Linked DNA regions of Pelodiscus sinensis: region 2 is linked to region 1. A link is a contact called in public Hi-C data. All regions are on one chromosome and are shown on one strand. The core of a region is the stretch at or near the end of the contact, and the rest is flanking DNA. Distances in the headings are between cores, read along the strand shown. Region 1 holds the start of CDKN1A (cyclin dependent kinase inhibitor 1A). Region 2 holds the start of ETV7 (ETS variant transcription factor 7).

Region 1 (4,851 bases), core at 1,134-3,633:
TCCAAAACAGCAACAATCGGAGGTGCTGAACGTTCAGCAAGCACCCTGGAAACAGAAGATTAGATGCTTTATTTAGCACGTATATTTCTGATCCAAAAGAGCCTCCCAAATAGATGTGAAACACACCCAGCCTCAGCTGGAGCTGTACCATGGCAAGCCACCAATGCAGACAGGGCTTGGGTGTAAAACTTCGTTGCCCTAGAGCAGGGGTGTCCAAACTTTTTTCAACGAGGGCCAGATTTGATGAAGTGAACATGCGTGAGGGCCGACCATTTTGCCTGACATTCTTTGAACCATTAAAATTAAACGCAAATTAACTATTTTATGCAAAGTTTATTGCACACGGCATACTTTTCATTTCGTCACATGGATGACAAATCTAAACAGGTGTTAAATCACTCTGCCTTTCATATCTGAAGGCCAGATGAAAAAAAAATCCAGGAAGCTGAAATATATGTCAGGAACATTGTAAAGTACATTACATATTATTGGTAATAAAGGTTGTCTGTCAACTTTTAAGTTCAAAAAATATGAACAGGAACATAACACCAAGTATACACATTGTGTCCAAATATATTTATAACTGATTTAGACCAACTGACATTAACTGAGATTTTACAATGTATTCATCTCAATACATATGGATTCGTTGGGGGCCATAAAAGATAGATATTGCCAAATTACCTGGGGATATTGCCAAATTAAACCGGAACACGGGCCGCAATTGGCCCGCGGGCCGGACTTTGGACACGCCTGCCCTAGTGAGTTAGTTAGCCTTGCTTTTATACAGGTTTGCAGTGATGCGGTGACCCCAGTACAGACAAGTCCTGAGATAAGGGGAAGGCAGATCTTACACTTCAGGATATAAACTGGTCACAGAAGAGATCAGGAAGGAATCTTTCTCCCTCCGTCTTTCCTCTCTTATATGCAACAATTATGTAACTGTTTAGGAGCGCAGGCTCTGATCTTCTCAGGGCACTAAAGAGCTTAATTTCCATTCACTGCCATGTGAGTTAGCTGCCTGTATTCCCTTGTGGGCCATGGGGAGGTCGTTGTGTTTTGGTTTTGCTCTGAAGCAGCAGATACGGTAGCTGCTACAGAAGCTCGGGACGGAATGAATTGGGTCTGCTCTGGTATGGAAACCCTATTGAGAGAGTTAGTTTTCGACTGCCTTGAGCCAAACCAAAATCTTGCAGCACGGGAGCCCCTGGGAAGTCAGAGGGCAGTGCTCCCAGCTGTCCTTACCCATACCCAGAATACGCAGCATTGTAGGGCAGTGTTTCTCAACCTTTTTTATTAAAGTACCCCAGGACCCACAGTTTTCAGACACACAATTTTATTCTACCATTGCAACGCATTTGTTTAAACAACTTCATTGTAGCTGGGCAGACAAAATTTTTGGGTGTAAAAAGTACAAAAACAAAGCGCTGTAAAAAAACAAAAATTCAGTGTTCTCCACATTTCAGTTGTGTTGAAGTACCCCCCAGACTTCTCTCAAGTACCCATACCACTTGTTGAGAAACACTGGCATAGGGGACCCAAAAATTTGGGGCACCACTGGATCTTAATGTCCATTCACCCACCTCTTCCTATTCCCTTCTGTGGCTCTGCTTCCTCAGCAGAGGATCTAGTTAACTGACAAGTGACAAAGCCTGCCAGTCCCATTAGCAGAACACTGATCCTGTGCAAGAGCCATTCTGGTGGAAATGAAGCCATGTCCCAGGCATATGCCAACCCCAGGTCTACTGTCAGTTTCTGAATGCACTGAGCACTAATGTACACAGGACCTGGGTTTAAAATTTGCTTTATCATATTTCATTAGTGTGTAGCTGAATATTATAAAAGACTCACCCCGTGGGGCACCGGGGCACCAGTGTAATTACACCGTAGGGCCCCATGAACCCTAAGGAGGGCCCTGGCAATACTAGTAGCTAGGAGCAAATGCCCTGAAGTTCCTACCAGTGAGCTATGAAGCCTAGATCTGAACATTAACAGTTCATCCAGGACCGGGCTAGCCACCCTCTAGCCAGATGTGCCAAGCCGGTAACATTAGGAGAGACCTCACCTGCTCCTCCGCAGCCACTTCGATCCTGGTGACTGGAAGGGTCGGGGCGCAGATACACTGGCTGGTTCCGGGAGCTGGCCGTGGGACCGAGATTCTCAGCTAGTGCAGCGGCTGCACTGGCGCCTCCTGGCAGCTGATCCAAGCTGTGGTACTCAGCGGCCGGGCCGTGGGGTTAGCTCAGCCCCCAGCAGCGCAGGCTGCCACATATCACCAGAGCCCCCAGTCCGGGCTACCGAGCTGGTCGCAGCGCCTGGGACTGGCTGCGGGGGGCGGGGGAAATCAGCTGTGCGAGCAGGTGGGGAGGACGGGGGAGGAGCCCTGTGCCTGCTTATCTGGAGGCTGGCAGGGCGCAGCGCGTAGAGCGCAGCGGCTTGGAGAGGCGCAGGGCGGGGAGACTGCGGCGAGGTGAGAGGGCGGGGGGGATCCTGTCTTTGTCCCCGTTAATCCGGCCAGGTGAGAGGGCGGGGGGGATCCTGTCTTTGTCCCCGTTAATCCGGCGAGGTGAGAGGGCAGGGGGGATCCTGTCTTTGTCCCCGTTAATCCGGCGAGGTGAGAGGGCGGGGGGGATCCTGTCTTTGTCCCCGTTAATCCGGCGAGGTGAGGGGGCGGGGGGGATCCTGTCTTTGTCCCCGTTAATCCGGCGAGGTGAGAGGGCGGGGGGATCCTGTCTTTGTCCCCGTTAATCCGGCGAGGTGAGAGGGCAGGGGGGATCCTGTCTTTGTCCCCGTTAATCCGGCGAGGTGAGAGGGCGGGGGGGATCCTGTCTTTGTCCCCGTTAATCCGGCGAGGTGAGGGGGCGGGGGGATCCTGTCTTTGTCCCCGTTAATCCGGCGAGGTGAGGGGGCGGGGGGATCCTGTCTTTGTCCCCGTTAATCCGGCGAGGTGAGGGGGCGGGGGGATCCTGTCTTTGTCCCCGTTAATCCGGCGAGGTGAGAGGGCAGGGGGGATCCTGTCTTTGTCCCCGTTAATCCGTCCCCTTCCCCGCCGCAAGGCTGCTCCGCGCACCATCAGCGACCCTCGCTCTTCCGGGGCGCGCCGTTGAGCGGAGGGGTCTTTCCAGCTCTTTGGCCCCCAGACACCGGAGCGGGGTACCGCTCTCACCCCCTTCCCGACACGTAACGGGGATCCCACCCTGGGGCGCTTGAGGCTAAGCGCGGCCCCTCTCCGAGGGGTCACCCGGCACTTCCCGGGGCGCGGCCGGGGATTTCTCCCAGTCCCTCTGCTCTGGCGCTCTCGGTTTCGCTGGCTGGGGAGCCTGCCGGGACCGGCCCCCCCGCTCGGGGGCTGCGAGAGCGAAGATCCCGGCGCTACCCTGATCCGGCGCCGGGAACCTATTGCAGGGTTTGGGCTGCCGCCGCCCCGAGGGCTGGGACTGGGGCGCCCCCCGCCGGCACGAGCAGGGCCAGCGCTGGCGAGGCAACGCCGCTGGGGTCTGCAGGGAGCGCTGGGGCGCGTCGGGGCTCCGAGCGGGGCGCTGCGGCCGGCAGGGCGGGCGGTGCCCGGGCATGCCCCGCGGGGGGGGGGGGGGGGGGCGTTAGTCACACTTGCTATGAGGTAAGAGCCCGGCCCTGCTGCGAGGGCTCCGGAGTCACTGCCAGGCGCGCCCCGGGCTGGGCTTCCCCGAAGCGCCGGGCACAGCCAACCAGGAGGAGCCGTGATCCCGGTGCCGGTCCGAGCTCATGCGGGGCTGACTGCTGGCACCTCCCCCCCCCGCGGCAGTGGCGGGCCCCCGGCGAGGCACAGCCCCGGGGGCAGTTGCCGCAGGTAGCTCGGGAGAGGCCGCGGTGACAGGGCGGGGGGGCTGGCAGCCAGGGGCGGGACCGGATCCGTGAAGGGTGGGCTGGAAGGTGTAAACGCGCAGTGGCTCCGCGCCTAGGCTGCTCCAGATGATGCAAGCGGGCTCCTCTCGGCAGGGAAAGCGTGTGGCATCGGCATGTCCCGGGAGGGGTCGCTGGGCGCACGGGGTGGCTTCCCCCTGCGTCCGGAGTGACTCCTCTAGCCCCTGCCTCTGGTGTGAACGAGAACGGGCATCCCGGCGCCTCTGTCGGGCTGGAGTGTCCTGGGCGATAAACACCCCCTGGTGGGGGACGTGGGGCACTGAAATGCCTGCGCCGCCCCCGCTCATTGCTTACCCGGCTAGTTCCTAGTGCTCCAACTGCCTGCTAGGCTGCGCTGCCTGACAGTCCAGCCGAGTGACCCCAGCCACTTCCTCCCTCCCTCGCCTAGAAACTGCAATGCCTGGAGTACATGGCCGCAGAAGGCTGAACTTTAAAACCTGTCCCTTGTGACTTCCTTCCCTGACTTGGGTGTATGGAGAGGAAGGGGGCTGCACTGAGCTCCAGCCAGTCTCTGTGGAAGTCCTGCTGTCCCTTTCTCTTGCCATAGTCTCCAGCTGCCTCTTGAACCAGATCATGCTGTGATCCACTCAAGGGACTGGTAAAGATGCCCAGCTTCACCAGGAGCAGGTTCCTGAGCTAGGAACAGGCTCCAGGGGTGGAAGATCCCGAAGTGAAGCTGGAACACAGTGTGTTCCTCAAAGAATCCCAAACAGTACTGGAGCAAAATCGCCCCCTATGCTCCTCGCGCACACCGCTCGGCCTGTGGGGCAAATGAGGCAGCAGGGAGATTTGCCCAGGCAGCAAGCTCTCCGCGCTTGGCGTGTGACTGATTCCATCCCTTTGCAACTGGTATCCAGTCACCTGTGGGAAATGGGCTTAGGGGAGTGATGACTCATGTTAGAGCAGTCAGGGTGCGCAGAGCCAGTGACAAGCTGTTTCACTTGCCAA
Region 2 (4,851 bases), core at 786-3,285, 140 kb before region 1:
TCCACTTTTTATAGGGCTCCTTTTTTCTTGTAGATCATTCAAGAGCCCCTGGTTAAGCCAAGGTGGTCTGTTGCCAGACTCCCCATCTTTCCTGCGCAGTGGAATAGTGTGCTCTTGCACCCTTAATAATATCCCCTTGAAAAATGTGTCACTTGGGTTAAGCCCAAAAACATGAACCTGGCCTCAGCCAGAATGAATGGAGCATGTGAATACAGGGTCGTCTTTCCTGGGCTCCCCAAAGTAGCTGTTCCATTTGAGCAGCAATCTATAACTGCAGTAGGAGACGCTATTTCCATGTATGACATGGGGGTGTAACATGAAAGTAGCAAGTCTCTTCCTTTACACATTAAAGACATCTGTCTACATAGTGTTAATTGTGTCCAGACCAGGAAGAAAGCCTTCCAAAAATGCTTTAATGCTTATCTGGATCCTTCAAAAATTAATCTCTGCACTTTTTTCAGCAGGTCTGTTATTAGCTTTATTGGCAGTCGCCTAGGCGGGTGCCAAGTTAAACGGGGCACCAAATGGTGGCGCAATATCATTGAGGGGTTTGGAGGTGGGGGCGCCAATTGCATGGTTCGCCTAGGGCGCCAGTTGCTAGTCTAGGGCCGCCCCTGTTGGCAGTAAATACTACTATCGGCTTTTCTTTCCACCCCCACACACCAAAAAAAAGCTCAGACTATATTCATTACACGGAGGCAATCCAGCATGAACTTTTTCATTCTTTGTGAAACATGAAGTGTGTTTCAGATTCATTCTAAGCAATAGGCAATGGGGAAAATAAAAGTGAAAGAGGTTAGCAGGGTACATTATATGTCACTCTTCTGAAAAGACACTTACTTTCTGGCTTTGTGTTTTTTCCCCTCGCTCAACACTATGGCAGCTAGATTTACCCTTGAAAACAAAAATCCAGTTTACAGGTATTCTTGGGAGGCAGGAAAAGTGCTCTTAATTATTTGCTTTATTTTCTCCTCTTCACACAGTTCGAGTCCCAGGCTGTTGGGTTATTTTATTTCTTTGGTTCTCAAGGGTTCTCTTCAGGAGTCTGTAGAGACTTGCTGGAAAACTTCATAAAACCTAAGTCAGGGGGTATTTGGCAGCTCCTTCAGGGGTGAAACGCATCCAATTATGCAGATGGCAAACAATAAGCTAGTGTGTGATTGGCCCGGGCTCTGCATAGCCGCGTTCGCCCCTTGTCCTCTTTCCCCTTCTGACCTGTCCCAAGGAAGGAAGGGGAATTCCAGGGTGTGTGAATTGCAGCCTCGTGTTGACACAGCGGGGAGGATCACGATGTTTCCAGGGGATCCAACGCCTCAGCCAGATTGAGAGTGGGGGGGGGGGCTGCGCTGGGGGGCACGGAGCGCTAGAGGCTGTGTGGGTGCAGGAGGGGAAGAGTCTGAAAAGGGGGGCTGGTTGCTGGGGGGAGCAGGGCTGTGCGGAGGGCGAGGGGCTGGTTGCGGGGGGGAGCAGGGCTGTGCGGAGGGCGAGGGGCTGGTTGCGGGGGGAGCAGGGCTGTGCGGAGGGCGAGGGGCTGGTTGCGGGGGGGAGCAGGGCTGTGCGGAGGGCGAGGGGCTGGTTGCGGGGGGGAGCAGGGCTGTGCGGAGGGCGAGGGGCCGGTTGCGGGGTGAGAGTCAGGGGGCGGGGGGAGGCTGGGGGGCAGGAAAGCGGCTCGGCTCTTACCTGCATGCCAGGTGGAGGGGGCGGTGCAGCTCCGGCCGCTCCCCGCAGCGTCCCCCGGCGCCCCTCGCCCGGCCGGAGCGATCCGAGCCCTGCCCCGAGCCCGGCGCGCACAGCAGAGAGCGGGCGCTGGGCTGATCCTTCCGGGAAACGAAAACGAAACGAGGCGGATCTGAGAGGAGCAGGCGCCGGGCCCGGGGCCCCCTCGCCGGCCGCCCCGCCGGGCTGGCGTGTGTCCAGGGCAGGCAGCGCCAATGCCCCGGCCACTGCAGGGCGCCCCGGCTCGGGGCAGGCGGGTGCCGGGCGCTCGGGTGTCCGCTTGCAGCCCGCAGCGCCCAGCCCCGCTGGCCTTGCACGGCTCCCGCATCCTGCATCCCGCGGGCTGGCCGGCTCGCTGCCCCCTGCAGGGTGACAGCAGAAGCGCTGCGCGGTGTGTCATGGTGCCTATACTGCTAGCCGCTCCCAGAACCTGCCTTTGGCCTCAGGGGTGGCAGCTTGCAGGCCGCATTTTACCGGCAGGGAGTTACAGTTCCTAGTGGTAGAACTAGTGGAGGAACGTCTCAGACACTTCGCCAAAGGATCAATGCCCACAAAACAGATACCAGACAGGATCACAAAGAAAAAACAGTTTCTTGCCATTTCAACCAGAAAGGACACTGTCTCAACGACCTAATTACCTGCATCCTGCTTCAAAGACCTTTTAAGACTGCACTTGAAAGAGAATCCTCTGAACTGTCATTCACGCTTAAATTCCACACTTTACACACAAATTTGAATAAAGACGCTAATTATCTCACCCATTACAAAGATAGCTTCCCCAATTATCACCTCTAATGTCATTAGCTCACAGACATTTACCTCCCCCCTTCCCCCCACCCTCCTTCTGTTCTGAAATTAGATTTGTCCTTTTCATATGTGTTCACTTTTTTTTTTTTTTTTTGTATCCTTTGGTATATATGGTTGTGAGAAGCAGGATCTGATTTCTAGCTGGAGCAATTGTAATGTTCTCAGTAGCCATATTTTGCAGCTCAGTAAATATTATAAACTGGGGGGGGGCAGAATGTCTCACAAGGTCTTTCTAGCATGCAGTAAACAATGAATCTGTGCCAAAGAATCTCCCTTTATTTCCCAGTTTGGGGGAGAGTCCTGTGTAATCTGGCCTGTAGACTGTTTCCCTTAGCATCTCCATGTGTTTTACAGGGTACGATCACTGCGCATTCAGCTGTTTGACCTTTGCACTCAGCTTACCCAGAACCAACCCACACAGCCCTGCGCCATTCCCTGTAAGATGCCTGTGCGACAGGTAACTAGGTTTTGTCCCCGCTTGGCAGAGGGGCAGGTGAGGGTGGGGTGGCTGGTTTTGAGGTGCGCACACTGCGATAGCCCAGGCCTCATTTTCAGAGGTGCTACGTACCTACACTCCCCACGCAGGGCTGTGGGTGGGCCCCACTTCTCCCTGTTGAGTTTGGGCACCAGAAATTAGGGATGAGCCCTAAAACCTGTTGCCTAAATGACTAGCCCAACACTCTGCAGCCAGGGAGAGGGGGAAACCTGGTGCATGAGCCACAGGCCTTGGCTTAACCATGCCCAGTATGAGATGTCCCAGCTGGCAGTAAGACAAGACACAAGGCTGCGTCTATACTGCAGGCTTTTTGTGCAAGAATGGCCTTTCTTGTGCAAAAACGTGCGGAGCGTCTACACTGCACGCGCGTTCTTGCACAAGTAAACGTACAGTAGAGCTTTGGAACAGAGGGCTTCTTGTGCAAGAGTTATTCCTCTCCCCACGAGGAATAAGCCCTCTTGCGCAAGAAGGCAGGGTGGGCCAGAGGCGTAGCGAGGGTGTTATGCGCCCGGGGCAAAGGAAACATTTGCGCCCCCTCCCCCGCTGCCATGTGGCACAGCCCCGAACCTGGTGCACAGCTGAGGGGAACTTGTAGGGCATCTTCCCCCACCCCCTACAGTTTGGGGCCGGGCTCCCACATGCACTAACCCGCCGGTGGAGATGGAGGAGGGTCAGGCTTGGAGCAGAGAGGCAGGGAGGAGGCTCCAGCTGCCGGTGGCAGGCGGAGTAGGAGCACGTGAGCTGAGGGATGACGGGGGAGCAGAATGGGATTAAATTGGTGCCTCCCTAGCATGGTGCCCAGGGGCAACTGACCCCTCCAGCCCCCTCGCTACGCCACTGCCCCTCCTCCCCCCCCCCCCCCGCAGATCTAGCCTCTTATGCACGTGCAAGATCTGTGAGAGCCGTCCCATGACTCTGCAGTTAGTGTCTGTGGCGCCTGCTTCTGGGTGGTGTCTAAATGCTGCCACATTCACCTCCAAAGAGGGGGCTTCCCAGAGCAGGCCCTTGCTGCAGACCCCCAAGGCATCCACAGGTCCAGTCTCCTTTCAATGGGCCCACTTCCCAGGGCTCATTGATCTTGGATCTGGCTCCCATCCCCTCTCCAACCCTTGCAACTGCCCAGAGGTGTCACCTTCCGCCTTCTCCATTCCCACCTCATTCGCCCACAGGTCCAGTCTCCTTTCAATGGGCCCACTGCCCAGGGCTCATTGATCTTGGAACTGGCTCCCGTCCCCTCTCCAATCTTTGCCACTGCCCAGAGGTGTCACCTTCTGCCTTCTCCATTCCCACCTCATTCACCCCACAGGGACAGTCTCTGCCTCACTTGTCCCAGGGACTATTCTACCGAGACGGAATACAAAGTCTCCATGTACAAGGACTCACTACCAAGCTAAAAACTGCAATGAGAGAATGATTAATACAGAGACGTGTCTACATCTGCTGCAGGGAGACACCTCTGCCTGCCTCCACCCCTCTCCCCCAGAGTCTACAGCCCCATTGCAAAGCGGGGGAGGGGAAGGAGAGAGGCTGAGGCAGTCGAGCAAGCCATGCCCGGGAGCCATTCTCCTGTCCATTGCTAGTGCTGTGTTCCTCCAGGCACGCTGAAATGCAGTCACCTCTGGGGTGGGCTGGACAGCTGTTTAACACGTGCACAAGGTTTCAGGCAGGGGGCAGTGCGGGCTGCCTTCCTGCAGAGCCCCCATCAGAACCACTGTGCCCTCCTGGCTTAGGAAAAGAATAAACAGGAGGATTGGAAATTAACCCGCCCAGTCTCACGTCCCCTAGGCAGAGAATGAGCCATCTACATTAGGCCCCAGCTGGAGTATCATGTC

The links. A called contact is a pair of places that touch in the nucleus more often than the background predicts.
Region 2: a contact with region 1 is called in a Hi-C map of liver, with 3 times the contacts expected there. The contact joins the promoter of ETV7 here to the promoter of CDKN1A in region 1. A contact is called at or near these places in 3 of 5 Hi-C or Micro-C datasets (blood, liver and an unstated tissue).

What each region holds. Positions count from the first base shown.
Region 1 is chr27:17,147,443-17,152,293 of ASM4963464v1, reverse strand. It overlaps CDKN1A (cyclin dependent kinase inhibitor 1A), which reads left to right and starts at 2,383. Exons shown (of 3, transcript XM_006125292.4): 1 at 2,383-2,470.
Region 2 is chr27:17,282,247-17,287,097 of ASM4963464v1, reverse strand. ETV7 (ETS variant transcription factor 7) reads right to left here and starts at 2,035. Exons shown (of 8, transcript XM_075909968.1): 1 at 1,681-2,035; 2 at 841-894. The coding sequence starts at 1,686.